2 separate regions of the Sus scrofa genome follow, and region 1 is linked to region 2. A link is a contact called in public Hi-C data. All regions are on one chromosome and are shown on one strand. Each heading gives the region's core, a stretch centred on a gene start, on an enhancer-like site or on the middle of the called end of the contact. The rest is flanking DNA. Distances are from core to core; before and after follow the strand shown.

Region 1 (4,519 bases), core at 656-3,155, 240 kb before region 2:
TTCCCCACCAGAGTCCGGTTTGAACCAGGACTCCCCAGCCCCTATCCTTTTTAGTGTAAAAGAAGCCTGAATTCGAACTCGGTGAAGATGGTTCTTTGGGACATTAGTCTGCCATTTTCTCAGCTGGCTTTCTGGATAAAGTCACTATTCCTTGTCCCAACAATTCATCTCTCCGTTTACTACCTGTTGTGTGACAAATGGGACAAGCATGGACTCGGTAACAGGCTCTGGGCTTAGCAAACAAAGGGCAAGCTGACTTTTAGCATCATCCCTCTCCTCACCATCTCAGCTCCCCCGCCCCCACCCGGGACCAGATTCAGGCTGCTTCTCTGTGGATGGCTTCATGGAGGAGGTGGCATTTGAGTCTCCTGGAAGAAGGGACAGGTAGGACTTTTGATGGGTGGAGGTGGGGGGTAGTGGGGGGTAAGGAGAGCAGAGGGTAGGGAATTCCAGGCAGAGGGGTTGGTGGAGCAGGATCTGGAAGTGGGCATCAAGGAGCTCCCACTGGGAAAGTGGAGGTACTCCTGAACCTGACCCCTGGGAGGACATAGCAAGGTGACATTTTGGGTGAGTGCTCCCAGGTCGCACCACCAGACCAGTCAAGCAGGGCAGCCTAATGACTCAGAGAGCATAGGCTTAAGTGTTGTTATGGCCTGACTTGTCCTCCACATTCACATGGTGAAGCCCTAATCCTCACTATCTTAGGATGTGATTGTATTTGGAGATGGGCCTTTTAAATGAGGTCACAAGGGTAGGGCCCTCACCCAGTCTGATGAATGTCCTGATGAGAGAGAGAGAAGGACACCTGGGATGCACAGGCACAGAGAAAAGATTTGAAAAGGGCCTCAGGAGAAACCAACCATGCTGGATCTTGGACTTGCAGCCTCACAAACTGTGGGAAATAAATGTCTGTTGTTTAAGCTGCCCAATCCAGGGTATTTTGGTAGAGCAGCCTGAGTAGGAGTCGACCCCAGGCTCTGAACTTCAGCACTGGTGCAAAAAACAGAGGAAGAAACACCTCCCACCCAGGGCAGTCATGAAGCTTGAGTGAATCGTGTGAAAAGAGCATCTAGTAAGAGTGCAGATGTGGACAAAGGGTATAATCTCTAAAATGAGGTGCATGTATTTGGGTATGGAGGGAGCAGATGCGCTGGAGGGGAAGAAGAAAAAGTAAGAACTTTTATATTTATTCTCCATCTTTTCTTTACCTTTCTATTTTCACATATGGTTTTCATGGACATCATACATAAACGTTTCTAATTTATGAAAAAACATCCTTGTGTATTTCTATTTTGTGCATGGCTTTAATGCACATTATATTAATACAAGTGCACATACAAGAGCAGTGCTATGTCTATACATGATATATGAAAAACAGATTTGCATCAAGTAGGGGTATATGCTTTTTAGATGTACTGATAGAAATGTGCAATTAAAAAAATTCCGGAGGAATTCCTGCTGTGGTATGGTGGGTTAAGAATCTGACTGCAGCAGCTCTGGTCACTGCAGAGGAGGGTTTGATCTCCAGCCTGGCACAGTGTGTTAAGGATCCAGCATTGCTGCAGCTGTTGCTCAAATTCAATCCCTAGCCCAGAAGCTTCCACATGCTGCAGATTCAGCCATAAGAAAAAAATTTCTGGAGACCTTTGTAGACCATAGAAATGTGTCCACTAAGTTCTTTGCATCCACTAACCTGCCAGGGGGAGGAGGTAGTGATTATGGCCAGATGCCATCAGGAGGTTGGAGGTTTATGGGAGAACGGCAGAGCACCTGTGCCCACCTAGCCTCTGGCAGAAGTTGAGACCTTTGAGGTGGGAGCTCCAAGTCTCTTCATCAGAGTCATTGGGAGATTCTGCCAATGAATGAGGGCCTTCTGAGCTCTGGACCAGCCCCACTGGCACAGACACTGGTACAAAGATCACTCTTCAGTCATCCCACTTTCATAGTTAACAATAATGTGGTTACAACCATAGCATGGTTAATAATTCACTACTGGAAAGCTGGGAATTGTGGACAAAACAAGAACAGGCAAGAAATGGGGGGATGCAGTGGGGGTGCCCCTAACAGACTGGGTGTGCGTGAGGCTCCCTTTGAGAACTCCTCAAAATGACTGGAGGAACTTGGATGAGGCAGGGGACCGGGGGCAGCTAGGGTTCTTGTTTCAGAGAGGTAAGTGGCCTGGGACCTTTGTCATTTGGGCATCATTGTAAACGTGTCCTTGATTTGCAGTCATGTTTAGATGGACAGATGGGGCCCTGGCATACGTGTTCTGCATTTCACCGAATATCTGCTGTCTGGGGCTGAGAAGATCAGTGGCTAGAATCTAGATGGTGAGACAGGCCAGGGGATCCCCAGAACAGACCATGAGGATGGGGGAAATGAATGGTTTTTATCCATGAAGGTAGAGGCTGAGAAACAGAATATAAACCTGTAGGTCTGAGAGTGGCCAGTGTTTGCATCCTGAAAAAAATGCCCAGACTTTGGTCTCATCCAAACTCGGTTGAAATTCCTATAGCTGTATAACCTTGGACAAGTCACTTGATGTCTCTGAGCCTAGGTTGTATCATCTGTAAGACAGGAATACACTCTTCCTCAGGACAAACAAGGGAAGAGGTCTGTGTATCCCACCTGCCTTGACCTCCAACATCCCCATAACCTTTCTCTGGGGAATGACATTCTGAGTACACAGTCTTCAAGGCTCCAGGAAGACCCCTAAGTAGAATCACTGATCAGATGAGCAGTAGCCCCAGAGCTATGACTTCTCCCGAAAACTGTGGCAAGTGGGATGGAGCTGGGGTGGTGGGGCAGCTGCTACACCGGCCCTTCTAGCATAGTCACATCGTGCTGCTGGCCAGCAGCTCCCCTGGGAGATTGGAAGCAGCTACACAAGGCCTCTCTAGGCCTGTAGCAATTCCAGCCCCCACCCCCTCAGATGCCCTAGGACCTCCCTTCTCTGAGAATCTGCTGGGCATATCCTCCTGAGAGCCTGCTGGAGGCTCTGGGTGGTTCTCCCAGATTCTGCTCCCATTCAGGCCCTCCTGTCTCTTCCTGTTCCATCTCTCACTCCCTCTGGCTTCCTTGCCACACCCAGGACCTACTTTTCCTGAAAGGCTTGGGTTCTTCTCCTCAGCCAGGCAACACGCCCTGGGCGGTGGGAAGCTCTGCACAACAGAGAAGTCAAGGATCTCTTTCCCAGTTTCCAGAGTATCTGTACAGCCACTTCGAGGGTCCTCAAGAGCCTTTCCTGGTGGGGGTCCTTCTTACTAGGGTGAAGAGTCCCAGAACCCAGGTGTTCTTTTTTTTTTTTCTTAAATTTTATTGGAATTTAGTTGACTTACAAAAGTTGCATTAATTTCAGGTGTATATACGTATATCCATTTCTTTTCAGATTAGTTTCCCATGTAGGTTTTCACACAGTATTAAATATCCTGTGCTATACAGTAGGTCTTTGTTACCGTCTGTTTTATTGTTTTTGAGCTTTTTACCTTTCTATTTTTATTAAAGTATAGTTGATTTACAATGTTGTACCAGTTTCTGCTGTATAGAAAAGTGACCCAGGTATGTGTATATATATGTATATATATATTCTTTTTCTCATATAATCTTCCATCATGTTCTATTCCAAGAGACTGGATATAGTTCCCTGTACTGTATAGTAGTACCTTGTTGTTTATCCGTTCTAAATGTAATAGTTTGCATCTACTAATCCCAAACTCCCAGTCCATCCCACTCTCTTCCCCCTCCCCTTGGCAACCACAAGTCTGTTCTCTATGTCCGTGAGTCTGTTTCTGTTTTGTAGATAGGTTCATTGTGCAATATTTTAGATTCCATATATAAATGATATCATATGGTATTTCATCTTTTTCTTTCTAACTTACTCCACTTATTATGCAAATCTCTATCTGCATCCATGTTGCTGCAAATGGCATTGTTTTGTTCTTTTTTTATGACCGAGTAATATTCCAGTGTATATGTGTACCACTTCTTAATCCATTCATTTGTCAATGGACGTTTAGGTTGTTTCCATGTCCTGGCTATTGTAACTAGTGCTGCTATGAACATAGGGGTGTATGTATCTTTTTGAATGAAAGTTTTGTCCTGATATATGCCTAGGAGTGGGATTGGTTGATGTCAGAGAACATTTTGCCTATGTTCTCTTATGGTTTTATGGTGTCATGTCTTATGTTTAAGTCTTTAAGCCATTTTGACTTTATTTTTTTTCAAGGTGTGAGGGTGTTTCATTGATTTACATGCAGCTGTCCAGTTTTCCCAGGACTGCTTGCTAAAGAGAGTTTTTTCTCAATTCTTTTCCTGTGGTTGATTTCTAGTTTCATGCCATTGTGTCAGAGAAGTTGCCTGAAATAATTTCTATACTCTTAAATTTGTTGAAGTTAGTTTTGTGCCCCAGTACAGTCAATCCTAGAGAATATTCCATGGGCACTCAAAAAAACTGTATATTCTGAGTTTTGTTTTTTGTGGGTTGTTTTTTTTTTTAATAGAATGTCCTGAAAATATCAAG
Region 2 (4,517 bases), core at 621-3,120:
CAAATTACTGTAAGAGAGTGCTATGACATTAGCCTGGAAAAGCATTAACAGCCTAGACTATAAAAGCATACGATGCTATGCTAAAAGGTTTAGTCTCTATTCAGAGGCAGCTGGGAGCCACTGAAGATGCTTCAGCACAGAAGTGGTATGTGTTGTGCTGTAATTCAGGAAGAATGTACAAGTCTTTAGCTTCATCAAGTTTAATCTCCTTTGACATCATGCCATATTCCATGATCCTTACCCAGTCTCATTTGCTATTATACTCAAGACAGGTAGATGGTTGGTCTGTCAAGTTTCACAATTAGGATATGGTTCTTCCTACCTCAATGTCCCTGGCTCTTAGGACAATCGTGGTTTCTGGAATACCCTACCTTGTCTCTCCACGTTAACCAAAATCTACCCTTCAAATCCCACTTTTCTAGTTAAGTGCTCTGCCTACTCTAACACTCCTTATAACTATGCTATGAACTATGATGGTCCTTAGACTGTGAGAGACTCACTTTATGGTTTCTGTTCTATACTGTTCCTTGATGCTGTGTGTTAATCTGCCTCTAAGTAGAATGACAAGTTCCTTAAAACCCAGGTGCTTCTTCAATCTAAGGGTGTCAAAAATGGTATTAGACATCCAAAGGCTAAATGAATAACTGATTATGAATTCATTTAATACCACAATCATAATCTTAAGACTTTTCAAATAACTGACCAGATTTATTTATTAAACAAGAGGGGAAAAAAAAGTCTGTCAGTGTTAACATACGCAAAAGGTGAAGAGTCTTAAAAGTGCTCCTGATTTAAAGGATAAAAGCCCTGGCCAGATAAGAAAACTCACGTTCAAAATAGCCATACCCTTAGGAAAGTTTTGAATCCCACATAAAATGAAAATGTGTTACTTTAGGAAATTACCCGATTTATTTATTTATTTTTTTTACTTCACAGCAAAAAGAATAGCTCTAGCATAGTCACTCAGTCAGACAAGCCAAAAAATGATTCAGCTTCCCATGGAAGACTTCCCTCATCCTTCCAAGGCAAACACACTAGTACAGTCATGCCTTCCAAAGAAAAATGTAGAGGTATAACTTGCTCATAATTTATCAGTTGCCCAAAAGACAAAGCAAAGGGAAAAGAGAAAAATCCTTCAAGAAGGAAACCTACTTTTAAACACTACTGCCAGAGGATAAAGAGAACAGAAACATATAGTAAAAGAAAAATGCTGCTATGAGGAATAAATGAATTAAACAGGTAAAGTACTTTGTATATAGTGCCTGTGACATGAGTACTATATAAGTATTAGTGGCTATAATATTTTCACTTTGTTATCGTCATTACATTTTTTGCCTTATTTTCAAAGTGATATTTAAGTTAGCCTGCAAAAGACACATAAGAAAAAAAACAAGTAGCTGAAAATTCTGATTCGAGTTATAAGTGAAAGAACAGAACACCTTTGCTCTGAATCAGACCACCATGTTCCCTCTGAAAATACTCTGTATCATGACAAGAAAGCTGGACTGGGGGGAAAAGTTAGGTTTTCTTTCCTCTAGTAAGTGGAGCGGGGGGTAGGTAGTTGCTCCAGAAACTAAGTGGAGAAGGGGGTAGGTAGCTGCTCCAGAAACTAAGATTAGAGGAGTCACTCAGCATCTGAAAGCCGAGCTGAGTTCTTTAAAACTTGAGGTCAAGATAGGACTGGGGGCTCAGATGGAAGAGTTAGCCTTGGGAAAAAAGAAAAAGAAGCCTCTTCATCTGAGGCAAAAGGAAAGAAGAAAAGACAGATATTTATAGATTTTTTTTCCTGGCCAATCCCCAACTGCCTAATTTGGACTGAACTTAGAGTGTCCCTGAACAATCCCCACCCAGACAGCCAAAATACCAGTGTGACCACTGGGATAAAGAGCATGCAGCTCCAGGAAGTGACTCTGGGAGGAAAGCATAACACCAGGACAGCCTCTCTGGTCTCTCACCTCTCCTTGTAAGACTCTTCCACTGCCATCATGCAAGTCATCCTACCGTGCTCAGATTAGATCCGACTCTGGCTGCCCCCATGTCCTTGATTCTGCTTTCACGTTCCTCCCCATAGAAGCAAAACAAGTCAAGTCCTTAAGACCCCTTCAAACGCCATCACATCCATGATGCCTCCTCTGAATAATTCAGTCAAAAAACCTGCCTGTCTTTCCTCTCACTCTACTGAACTGTGCCAGCACTCCTACCACACTTAAATCACTCACCAACGATCACAATTATCAAGGTATCTGTTGTATGAGTCTCTTGGACCAAGACATCCACTTCTTTGTATTTCCTTTAGGTTCTTGGGCTTATTTATTTAGCATTTAGCAAATAGTTTCTATGAGAATGAATAAATATCCATCTTTCTGTCTGAAGAGCAATTTTCAGGCAAGGTAACCAATTCTCAGGAGTAGATCAAACTGGTGCAGGCAACCTAGATACAGAAGCTCCTTTATTCACAGATTTATATAAGCCATGGAATTTTGATACACAGACATGCACGAGAGAAAAGGGCATCTACACTGCTCACCACAAATGAATGGCATTAGTGGTTAGACCTTTTTATTAACTAGATATATCAAAAATTAATCAGCAAGTAAAAGAACAGAATTCTCTGCCTACCTTGAATGCTTTTTTAAAATAAAAATTTCAGGAGTTCCCATTGTGGCACAGTGGTTAATGAAGCCGACTAATATTCATGAAGATGCAGGATGGATCCCTGGCCTTGCTCAGTGGGTTAAGGATCTGGCATTGCCATGAGCTGTGGTGTAGGTCGCAGATGCAGCTCAGATCCTATGTTGCTGTGGCTGTGGTGCAGGCTGGCAGCTGCAGCTCCGATTCGACCCCTAGCCTGGGAACCTCCACGTGCTGTGGGTGCAGCCCTAAAAAGACAGAAGACCAATAAATAAATAAATAAAAATTGTAAAAAGTAAAATAAAAATTTCACTTTGGGAGTTCCCTTGTGGTGCCACGTGTTAAGGATCTGGTGTTATCACTGTAGCAGCCTGTGGCATGTGGAAGTTCCCAGGTCAGGGACTGAACCCACGGCACAGCACCAACTCAAGATGCTACAACGACAACACCAGATCCTTAACCCACTGAACCACAAAGGAACACCTAATGTGAATATTTTTAATGCAAACTTTGAAAATAGAAAAAAACAAAAAACTGTTGCCAGTGAAACAATCAATTTAGGACCAAGTTTCATGGAAGCATTTTGATAATTTCTCCAAAGATATGTGTGTGTATGTGCATGTGTGCTCGTGAACGTGTGTTTAACAGTTCAGAAGACATGCTTAGCACTGACCATTTGTGTACCCTGTCAAGGACAGTACATCTAGCAAATCAGGGAACCCATGAACATAGTGTAAAAAACTTGTAGGACAACAAAGCATTATTAGGGTTACCCTCTGAGCTCCCAGCACTGAGCAGGAAGGACACATAGAAAGCCTTTGCTCTGTTCCTGCAACTTGCCATCTGTAAGACTATTATTTGTTCTCCCTTGCCTCCTCTATGAGAATGTTATCATAGTAAGCATTAGTAGTCTTCAAAAGAGCACAGTATTATTTAATATGGCTACTGGTACTTTCTTTCATACAAGTAGTTTTCCTGGGTCTGAATTCTAATAGCTCTATGCCTCTAACTCTTACACTGATAAACCCAAAGATCTGTTCTGTGTCACCACAAAATCAACTATCTGAATTCTACATAGACAGAATGATGAACCATATTTTTTAGTTCAATCCCAAATATTCATATAAATGAGTTATCAATGAGGAAATTTCTCTTTTCTACCTAGTCTTTAGCTGCAACTCCTGCCATACTGATTAAATCATTTTTTTTTTTTAAGGAGCTGAACTAACAAAACTTAAAAGCCTCAAACATATTTGTTATGGAAACCAGCAAACAGAATTTTAAAAGAAAGGGAGCTACTTAAGATTATCAGAGCCCCAAGGAAAGAAACTGATAAATAACATTATACTCTTAGGTAAAGTTGACTGAAGTTATACGAAAATTTGTCAATTAACTAAAAGCAGCCTTGCCAAAGTTCTTCCACCCTACATTATAAACACCTGTCCTGTGTGAGACACCGTGACAGATCACTGTGCATGGAGCATGGCTAAGGCAGCATCCCTGGCAGGAGGCAGTGGAGCTCCAGGTGGCATCCTATGCGGGCCTCACAGTCCCAGGACAGTTCCAGTGAGAGCTAAGAGAAGGGTGCACAGGAGGCCTGAGAGGATGGAGAGTGTGGCACAGGACAACACAGCACATCTGAGAAGGCTCAAAGAGTCAGAGAGTATGCAGGTAGAGTTCAAGGATGCATTTCAGGCAGAGCGTACCACGGAGCAAGGAGAGCGATGGTTTTACTGCATAAAGAGGAGTCTGGTGTGGCTGGTAGCTGCACTATGGATGGAACAGCAGACTGGATGTGAATGTAATCTCAGGAGCCAGACTGTGAGGTCCATGCCACACCACAGTTTAGCAAGACTCTCTAACAGGAGCTAGAGCAGTGGTCTCTA

Evidence for each region. A called contact is a pair of places that touch in the nucleus more often than the background predicts.
Region 1: a contact with region 2 is called in a Hi-C map of liver, with 1.8 times the contacts expected there. The contact joins two enhancer-like sites. A contact is called at or near these places in 11 of 47 Hi-C or Micro-C datasets (alveolar macrophages, embryonic fibroblasts, fetal heart ventricle and 7 more) and 1 of 2 datasets of contacts at active chromatin or transcription factors (skeletal muscle).

What each region holds. Positions count from the first base shown.
Region 1 is chr7:88,330,412-88,334,930 of Sscrofa11.1, reverse strand. No RefSeq gene overlaps it. Among named protein-coding and RNA genes, the nearest start is that of KLHL25, 41 kb to the right of the region's middle. Within about 2 kb of position 1,905, at least 4 of the 83 cell types and tissues checked have an H3K27ac peak or open chromatin away from gene starts, as enhancers often do. A contact at or near this core is called in liver, where this site is marked.
Region 2 is chr7:88,093,119-88,097,635 of Sscrofa11.1, reverse strand. The region is part of intron 8 of AKAP13 (A-kinase anchor protein 13); the gene reads right to left. Among named protein-coding and RNA genes, the nearest start is that of KLHL25, 200 kb to the left of the region's middle. Within about 2 kb of position 1,870, at least 9 of the 83 cell types and tissues checked have an H3K27ac peak or open chromatin away from gene starts, as enhancers often do. A contact at or near this core is called in liver, where this site is marked.